2 separate regions of the Mus musculus genome follow, and region 2 is linked to region 1. The links are chromatin contacts, called in public HiChIP or PLAC-seq maps. All regions are on one chromosome and are shown on one strand. The core of a region is the stretch at or near the end of the contact, and the rest is flanking DNA. Distances in the headings are between cores, read along the strand shown.

Region 1 (3,602 bases), core at 498-2,997:
AATGGGGCACAATGAAGAGAGGCAGGAACTAGAGTCTTGAGGGCAGCGAGGAACAGCCTGATGTGAGTAGTTGGCAATGTTACCCAGGACCATGGTGGGGTCATGGCCTGTGCTGCAACCGGGGAGGGGCACATATCTGGGTCTATGGCTCTGCAGCAGTAGGGGGTCTGTTATCACCAAAGGCCGGGCAGATAGATGTCCCTGGTCTGGGCTATCATTCTGAGACATGTTGATGTCTGACGGCTTTGCAGAACGGGCTCCACTCCTCACCTGAGCATTGTGGGAGAGCTGGCCCTTGGGAGTATGAGAGTGGGTAAACTGGCCCTGCCTCTAGCCAGCTGTAGTACTCGGAGTATGGCCCACACACTGAGAGTGAGATAGCCCCCAGGATGCAAGCATAAGCCCTGCTGTTTGTCTCCTGTATGGTGACATGGATGAGAGAGAGAGATAACCCTTTCCCCTGCCTTCCTTCTCACCACCTGCAGCAGGCAACAGACCTGGCCCTGAGATCATTAGAGCAGACGAGTTCTGTCTGTCCCTTACCAGCTGTAGCATTCGAGAGTGCAGGCACTGCACCTTGCCAGGGCACAACAGTAGAGCTGATCTTGGCAGTAGATGGGTGTGTGTGTGTGTGTGTGTGTGTGTGTGTGTGTGTGTGTGTGTGTGTGAAACTGAGTGTGTGAGCTTAGGAGATCTGGCTCCACAACTTGTCTGCCTTGCAGTGACGTGGGTGGGTGAGTGGGAGTATCACCCCTGAGTCCATACCATCTATGGCAGGCAGGAGAATTGGCCCGAGGTCATCAAAGCAGGAGGGCTGTCCCTGCCTCTCAGTTGCTATAGCTCTCTGGAGAGCAGGCCCTGCATCTCACTTGAAGAGCACAGTAGAGCTGGCCCTGTATAGGGTTGCAGGTGAGCCAATACCATGGGTGTGAGTATGGGAGAACCGGCCCTGCCTCTTGTCTACTGGACAGTGGTGCAGATGAGGGATGTGGGAGAGACACCCTCCTCTTCTCCTTCACCCCTCACTATCTATGGTGGGCAGGAAAGACAGTCCCAGGGTCATAAGAGTGGGAGAATTGACCATGTCCTTCACCAACTACAACACTCAGGAGAGTGGGTCCTGCGTCTCACTGGGGCAACAGAGCAGAGCTGGCCTTGGTTGCAGGGGTTGGTGGTGGTGAGATGCCCTGAGGGCATGATAATAGAAGAGCCTTTGAGCTGACCAGCTCATATACCTCTCAGATCCAAGGTTTTGAAAGGGCTCATCCCAACATGTACCCCATCAGTGAACGGCTGGAGTGCATGAAGGGGCTGGTCCTACAGGTTCAAAACTACAGGATCTCCATGACACAGGGCAACAACAGTGAATCCGAGAGGAGTCCCAGCGAGGGTCCAGTATTGATAGACTAGCAGAAGCCAGAGGCCTCACACCAGACAGATGAGTCATTGCGATGAACATTTGCAAACAAAGAAGTGTGGACAAAAGGGTGAACTGTGGGACACACTGTGACACACCACAGCTTCCACAGAAAGAATTTTTTCTCTGTTCGGGGGAAGGTTTCAAGGGTAGAGGGCAGGTATGAGGGGAGGGGGAGATGAGTGGGATTAGGTGCATAGTGTGAAATTCACAACGAACCAATTAAAAGTAGAAGGAAAAAAACAAAACCAAAACCAAAGACAGTATCCAGATCTGGGCTGAATTAAGGCTCAGGCAAGAGTACTTGCCCAGTATGTCCAGTATGCATGAGATCCCAGGTTGGCCTCTACCACTGCATTCATACATGCACAGCACACGCAGATCAGGAGAGCACACAGAATTTTCTAGAACATGGCCACGTTGTGCCAGGCAATGAGGTCCTACCTATGTCTGCATCATGCTGAGAGACATGTCCCTAGGACTCAGGGTGGAGGCTGACTTCTCCTCATCAGTGGATCACCACTGATTGCACCCAGTGTCCTAATTCATGGTATTGGGGATTCAGTAGCCCTGCCTTATCTCTGTAGGCTCATTGTGTGACATCCCCTGCCTATCTCACTTCAGGGCAGCTGCCTGGGCATAAAAATCATGGTAGTTGCCTTAGAGTCCTCTTGCCCTATGCTCAGTAGCATGTCCTCCTAGGAGGAGCTGACCACTACCCACGCAAGTGCTCCATACCCTGGGAAGACCAAGCTGCTAGTGCTGCACTACCTCCTTGTAGATTTCCCTCTCCTTTGTTTCATATCTTGGGGGATCTTCTAGAAGAAACTGTAGAGACTCTCTCAGTGATGGGGCAAGTTGCCTTCACTGGGAGCTTCTCTGATGAGGAGATCATGCAAGTAGCCTGTGTTGATTTTCTTGTCTGTAGAATGGCCTCCTTTCCTTGGAGGGGTGAGAAGATTAGATGAGGTAGCCTGGGAGGCTCTGAAATCTCAGCATGGCACTTTGTGCATAGCTCATGTCCCCATTCCTTACTTCTATCAGCCTTTACTATCCCTCCTACCTGAAGTCTCTGACCCCCCCCCACACACACACACACACAAAACCCTGCATGCTTCTGCCAGAGTCCAACTTTAGAGTCACTCCCTCCAAGCAGCCTGTCTTGAGAACTTCTGCCTGCAGAGCAGCCTCTGGTACCTCTGTCTTGTGGAACCTCCCTAATGCCTTTACTCATGGTACCCATACCTCATGCTAAATGAAAACTTCAGCACCTTGACAGACCTATAACCCATTCCCCATCTGCCGTCCTGGTTGGGAGGCTGTGGTTATTGGTCCTCAATATATTCTGTTTAGACTGCCCCTCCCCCTGGAGGGCTGTGGAGTTCTTGAGGGAGAGCCATCATCCAGCTGGCTTGTTCTGTTCTTTCTGTATGGACACTGCAGGCACCCAGTAAGGATTGCGTGCTTGAACAGCACCATTCTTCAGCATGCCCTGGGATGCCCCCAGGCCCTTGTTCCTTCTCTCTCTCTCTCTCTCTCTCTCTCTCTCTCTCTCTCTCTCTCTCTCTCTCTCTCTCTCTCTCTCTCTCTCCCTCCCTCCCTCCCTTCTTCCCTCTTGCCTACTTGAAATATTTCTTAGCACATCCTATTTCCTTGTGTTTCCAGTCCATGAGTTCTTCCTCACATGAGGATGGAAGCAAGTCTGTGGATTTGATGACAACCCTGCCAGCCTGTCTGTGAGCTTTGTGATCACTGTGGATGGTCATGTGGTAAGGTTCTCTAGAACCAATGGAAAGTGTCTTTGGAATGGGATTTATTAAACTGAGAAGCCCCACAATAGGTTTGCAGTTTCACCCAGAGTCCTATCTTAGGAACCAGGGTTGAGAGGGCTCAAGTTCCAGTCTAGGGGCCAGGAGAGGTCAATGTTGAAGCAAGAGAGAAAGAGAGAGAGAGAGAGAGAGAGAGAGAGAGAGAGAGAGAGAGAGAGAGAGAGAGAGAACCACCTCTCTCTCTCTTCCTTCTCAGATCTTATAGGGATAGATGATGTCCTCCACCCCATGTCTCTACTGATTGTAGCAATGTATACACAAATCCTACCTGCAATACACTCCCAGACACCCAGAAATAGCACCTATCCAGTCAACTGGAAATAGAATAATCACCATCTCGGGTCTCTCTTTTCACT
Region 2 (3,602 bases), core at 542-3,041, 270 kb after region 1:
CTACACAGAGAAACACTGTCTTTCAAAACCAAAAACCAAAAACAAAACAAACAAAAAAACCACCCCATTTTTATTTATTTTCTCTCTCTCCCCCTCCCCCTCCCCCTCCCTCTCTGTGTATTGATTGATAAGGGGTCAGAAGCAGATATTGAATGGGTTTCTTGGAACTAGAGCTATAGAAGGTTGTGTGCTGCCCGTGGGTACTAGGAATCGAATCTGGGTCCTCTGGAAGAGCAGCAAGTGCTCTTAACCACAGAGCCATCTCTCTGGTACCATCATGCAGTTCTTAAATGCAACCACAAAGTCCTTACGAAAGAGAGGTGGGTGGATTTAACAGATGAAGATGGTGATGAGCTCATAGTGGCAGAAATGGGTGTTGTCAGAAGTCAAGGAATTTCAAATCCTCTAGAAGCTGAATGAGGCACAGAATGGGTTCTTCCCTATAGCTATAGGAGAGAGGGTAGCACTGTCTGTGCCTTGATTTAGGCCCAGTGAAATGGATTTTTGACTCTTGGCCTCCAGAGCTGTTAAGAAAATAACTTGCTATTGCTTTTTACCAGTAGTCTGGTGATTCTAACAGCCACAGGAAACAAATACAATTGACCCTCTCTGATGATTAGTCTTGATTGACAACTCAATAGGATTTAGAATCTAAATGGAAACCAACCTCTGAGTGTTTCTGTGAGGGAGTCTCTAAGTTAGGTTAGTGGAGGTAGAAGGGATCCTCTGTAAATGTGGGCCGCACTGTTCCGTGAGCTGGGGTCCCTGACTGAAGAGAGAAGGGAACAGGGCTTCGGCATTCATATCTCTTTGGCTGTGAATGGAACGGGACTAGCTGCCTCTCTATCCTACCGTTATGCCTTCTGCAGCCATGGTGGACCATAGCCCTTTGAATTGTGAGCCAGAATAAACCTCTCCTTCCCTAGGTCGTTCTTGTCTGCTATTTTGTCACAGCAAGAAGAGAAGTAGCCAATACAGCCTTCTAGACAATCCTTAAGATGTGAGAAAAAAATCACATCTGACGTGGACAGGAAGCAATTTCCAGGATTGCAGATCCCAATCTGAGATATTCTCAAAGGCCTCACTGAGCCTCTGAAAAGGTCCTATCTGCTGCTGTTAGCATATCTATACTGCAGCCATGATTTCAAGCCATGTTCCTTACTGTAGATATCCTCCACCTAGAGTACTTTAGGAAGACCTTGTCATACTCTTTAATTTTCCAGAAACCTTGGATGGTCCAACTAAGCAGATCTGAGGTAACATGGCTAGTGGCTGCAGGGGTGGGGGCTCGAGTTTCTGGTTATGTATAATCCAGGAATCTGTTTATAATTGTATAAGACCTCTGTCCATCCCATCTCTGTATCAGAAACACAAGCAGATCTATTTAATGTTGATGTTTGAGGTTCAGAAAACAGTAAACCAGAATATCATGGAATTCCCTGAAGCCCAGTTTTCCGGGATAAAATGCATGAAACTGGAAGCTGGAGGTAGACCAGATGATCTGCTAGATCTGTGTGCCTCATCTGTTTAGGACCTCCAGGGCTTCTTTAAGCATCCTTGGAAAAAAATGAGACAGTGCATATAGACTAAACTCAACCGTCATCCTGACCTACACACATCTGCTCTCTGGTGCTTCCATCTCCTCTTTCCCTTACAGACATAAGAGTGTTCCAGAAAATCAAACTGCCAAACCGAAGAAGCCTACTATCGAGACTATATTCTGATGCATTGGATTGCCATCACCTCTCATTAGCAGCAAAACTTATGGCTTGGTCTTCCAGCTAACACTCCCTGCCCCGGTCCCGTGCCCATTAGCAGTCCAGAGTGCATGAATCACTATACAAACAGTTCATGCCCCTGTACCACTGCAAGCTAAACAAATTCTTTCCATGTGAGCCTTAATGTTAAAAAAAAAAAAAGAAAAAAAGAAAAAGATATGCAGGAAAGAAAGATCATTTTGAAAAGAACTCCAGAAAGAAAAGGAAATGAGAGTCGTGTTGGCCATGTGCTAGAAGGGCCTGGCCAGACTTCCTTCCTTCATGATTGCTGCTGTGGCTGCCTCTTAGGAAGGGCTCTCCGTGAAAGGCTGCAGGGTCAGTGCAGAGGCAGGAGTAGCAGAATGTGCTAGAATGTGGCCAAGGACAGAAAGCATGAAAATGAAGTAAAAGATGCAAAAGATGCTGTATGGAACAGTGAGCTCCTTGTCTGTAATCCCAGCTCACTAGTGGCTGAGGGAAATCAGGAGTTCAAGGCCAGCCTGAGCTACATGTTAAACTATTCACAAAGCTTCAGCCAGAACTATCAATTAGGTGCCGAGGCTAGCAATAGGAAAAAGGCAGGGTTCAGCTCAGAAGGCGGGCCAAGGAAACATCAAGGTGGAGAGAGCTTGTCCAACTGACTTAAAATAGGTTTTCCCTGCTAAAGGCAGGTAGGGTTGAGATATCCCTAAACTATCCACAGGATTCTTTCTGCAGCTGAGCCCTGCAGGTCCCAAAGAACAAATGCACAGAAGAGACTGACACAAGTTTGGTCAGAGGCCATATGCCAGGGCGAGGAGAAACTCCTCTTTTTCCTTTTTAAATTGACACCCCTCCCTCTCTTCCATTTCTATCCTTCTGGCATCTAACTTTCTATTTCCCGAGGTGTTGAGTGTGTCCTGAGTGGCCGAAAATCCAGAGCAGGATGTTCAAGACCCATGAGTAGGACTGTGGCCTGTGAGTCAAACCTTTGGGAAGTCATAGCTATTCCCTGACTTCTCATATTTCCAGGATCTGAGCTTGCCTATCTCTGGACCTTCTTACCTCCGCTCAACCCTGCCTTCTCTCTCCTCCCACCTTCTGAACAGAAGCTAGCTCTACCCTTCTGGGCTCCCAGGTTGGCCCTCTCTATTCTTAATCCAGTCCCACAGAAAAGTTGCTTAACAGTTAGCCTATTATTTCTTTTTCGGATTGTGGCTGGGGTGCAGACAATCTTTACAGTACAGTGAGTTGTTTAGCAGAGTCTTTTCTTTGAGAAAGTTACATTTGCAGCCACTCAGTCATTAGAAATGTGAAGAAATGCCATCTTGATATATAGAGGAACCATGATGACTAGCCTAGGCAATACCCACCCCCCCACCCCCCCCCCACACCAAATATCCATCCATCGGGACCTAGGATGAGCATTTGGGGGATACAGGCTCTTTATACATGCAATAAATTGAGATAAGGTCACCCTTGATCTAAGGGGGGAATATAAACCCAATCCCCTCATCACATGTCTAGAATCCCTAGCTCCTGCAACCCCAACAGGCAGACCCAGCCACCTATGTCTTTGTTACCTCAGAATAATTGATAATTATTATTAGTGTAATAATTAGAGAGACAAATCATTTTGGAAAATAGAGAGGGTGATGTTTTCAATGTTGTTGTAGTTTAAATTAATTTGAGGTTTCTACCGTAGACCAGATAAAAGACACAAAAGCTTTATATTTATAATAAGCCTTAAAGCATTAGAACTGGCCAGGTATCAACCTTCTGTGCTATTTTGTCTACTTCTCTGTCAATAACTCCATGATATAACTTGCCAAGTTCTGCCTGGGCTTCTCTTACTCCAACTGGCCA

What was found. HiChIP or PLAC-seq counts read pairs in DNA pulled down with a chosen protein or histone mark.
Region 2: a FOXA1 HiChIP or PLAC-seq map of pancreatic cancer cells shows a contact between it and region 1. The contact joins two enhancer-like sites. A contact is called at or near these places in 3 of 39 promoter capture datasets (the 3T3-L1 cell line, the C10 cell line and cranial neural crest) and 2 of 115 datasets of contacts at active chromatin or transcription factors (acute myeloid leukemia and pancreatic cancer cells).

Annotation. Positions count from the first base shown.
Region 1 is chr1:88,392,099-88,395,700 of GRCm38.p6, forward strand. No RefSeq gene overlaps it. Among named protein-coding and RNA genes, the nearest start is that of Spp2, 13 kb to the right of the region's middle. Within about 2 kb of position 1,748, at least 6 of the 459 cell types and tissues checked have an H3K27ac peak or open chromatin away from gene starts, as enhancers often do. A contact at or near this core is called in pancreatic cancer cells, where this site is marked.
Region 2 is chr1:88,661,115-88,664,716 of GRCm38.p6, forward strand. No RefSeq gene overlaps it. Among named protein-coding and RNA genes, the nearest start is that of Arl4c, 39 kb to the right of the region's middle. Within about 2 kb of position 1,792, at least 45 of the 459 cell types and tissues checked have an H3K27ac peak or open chromatin away from gene starts, as enhancers often do. A contact at or near this core is called in pancreatic cancer cells, where this site is marked.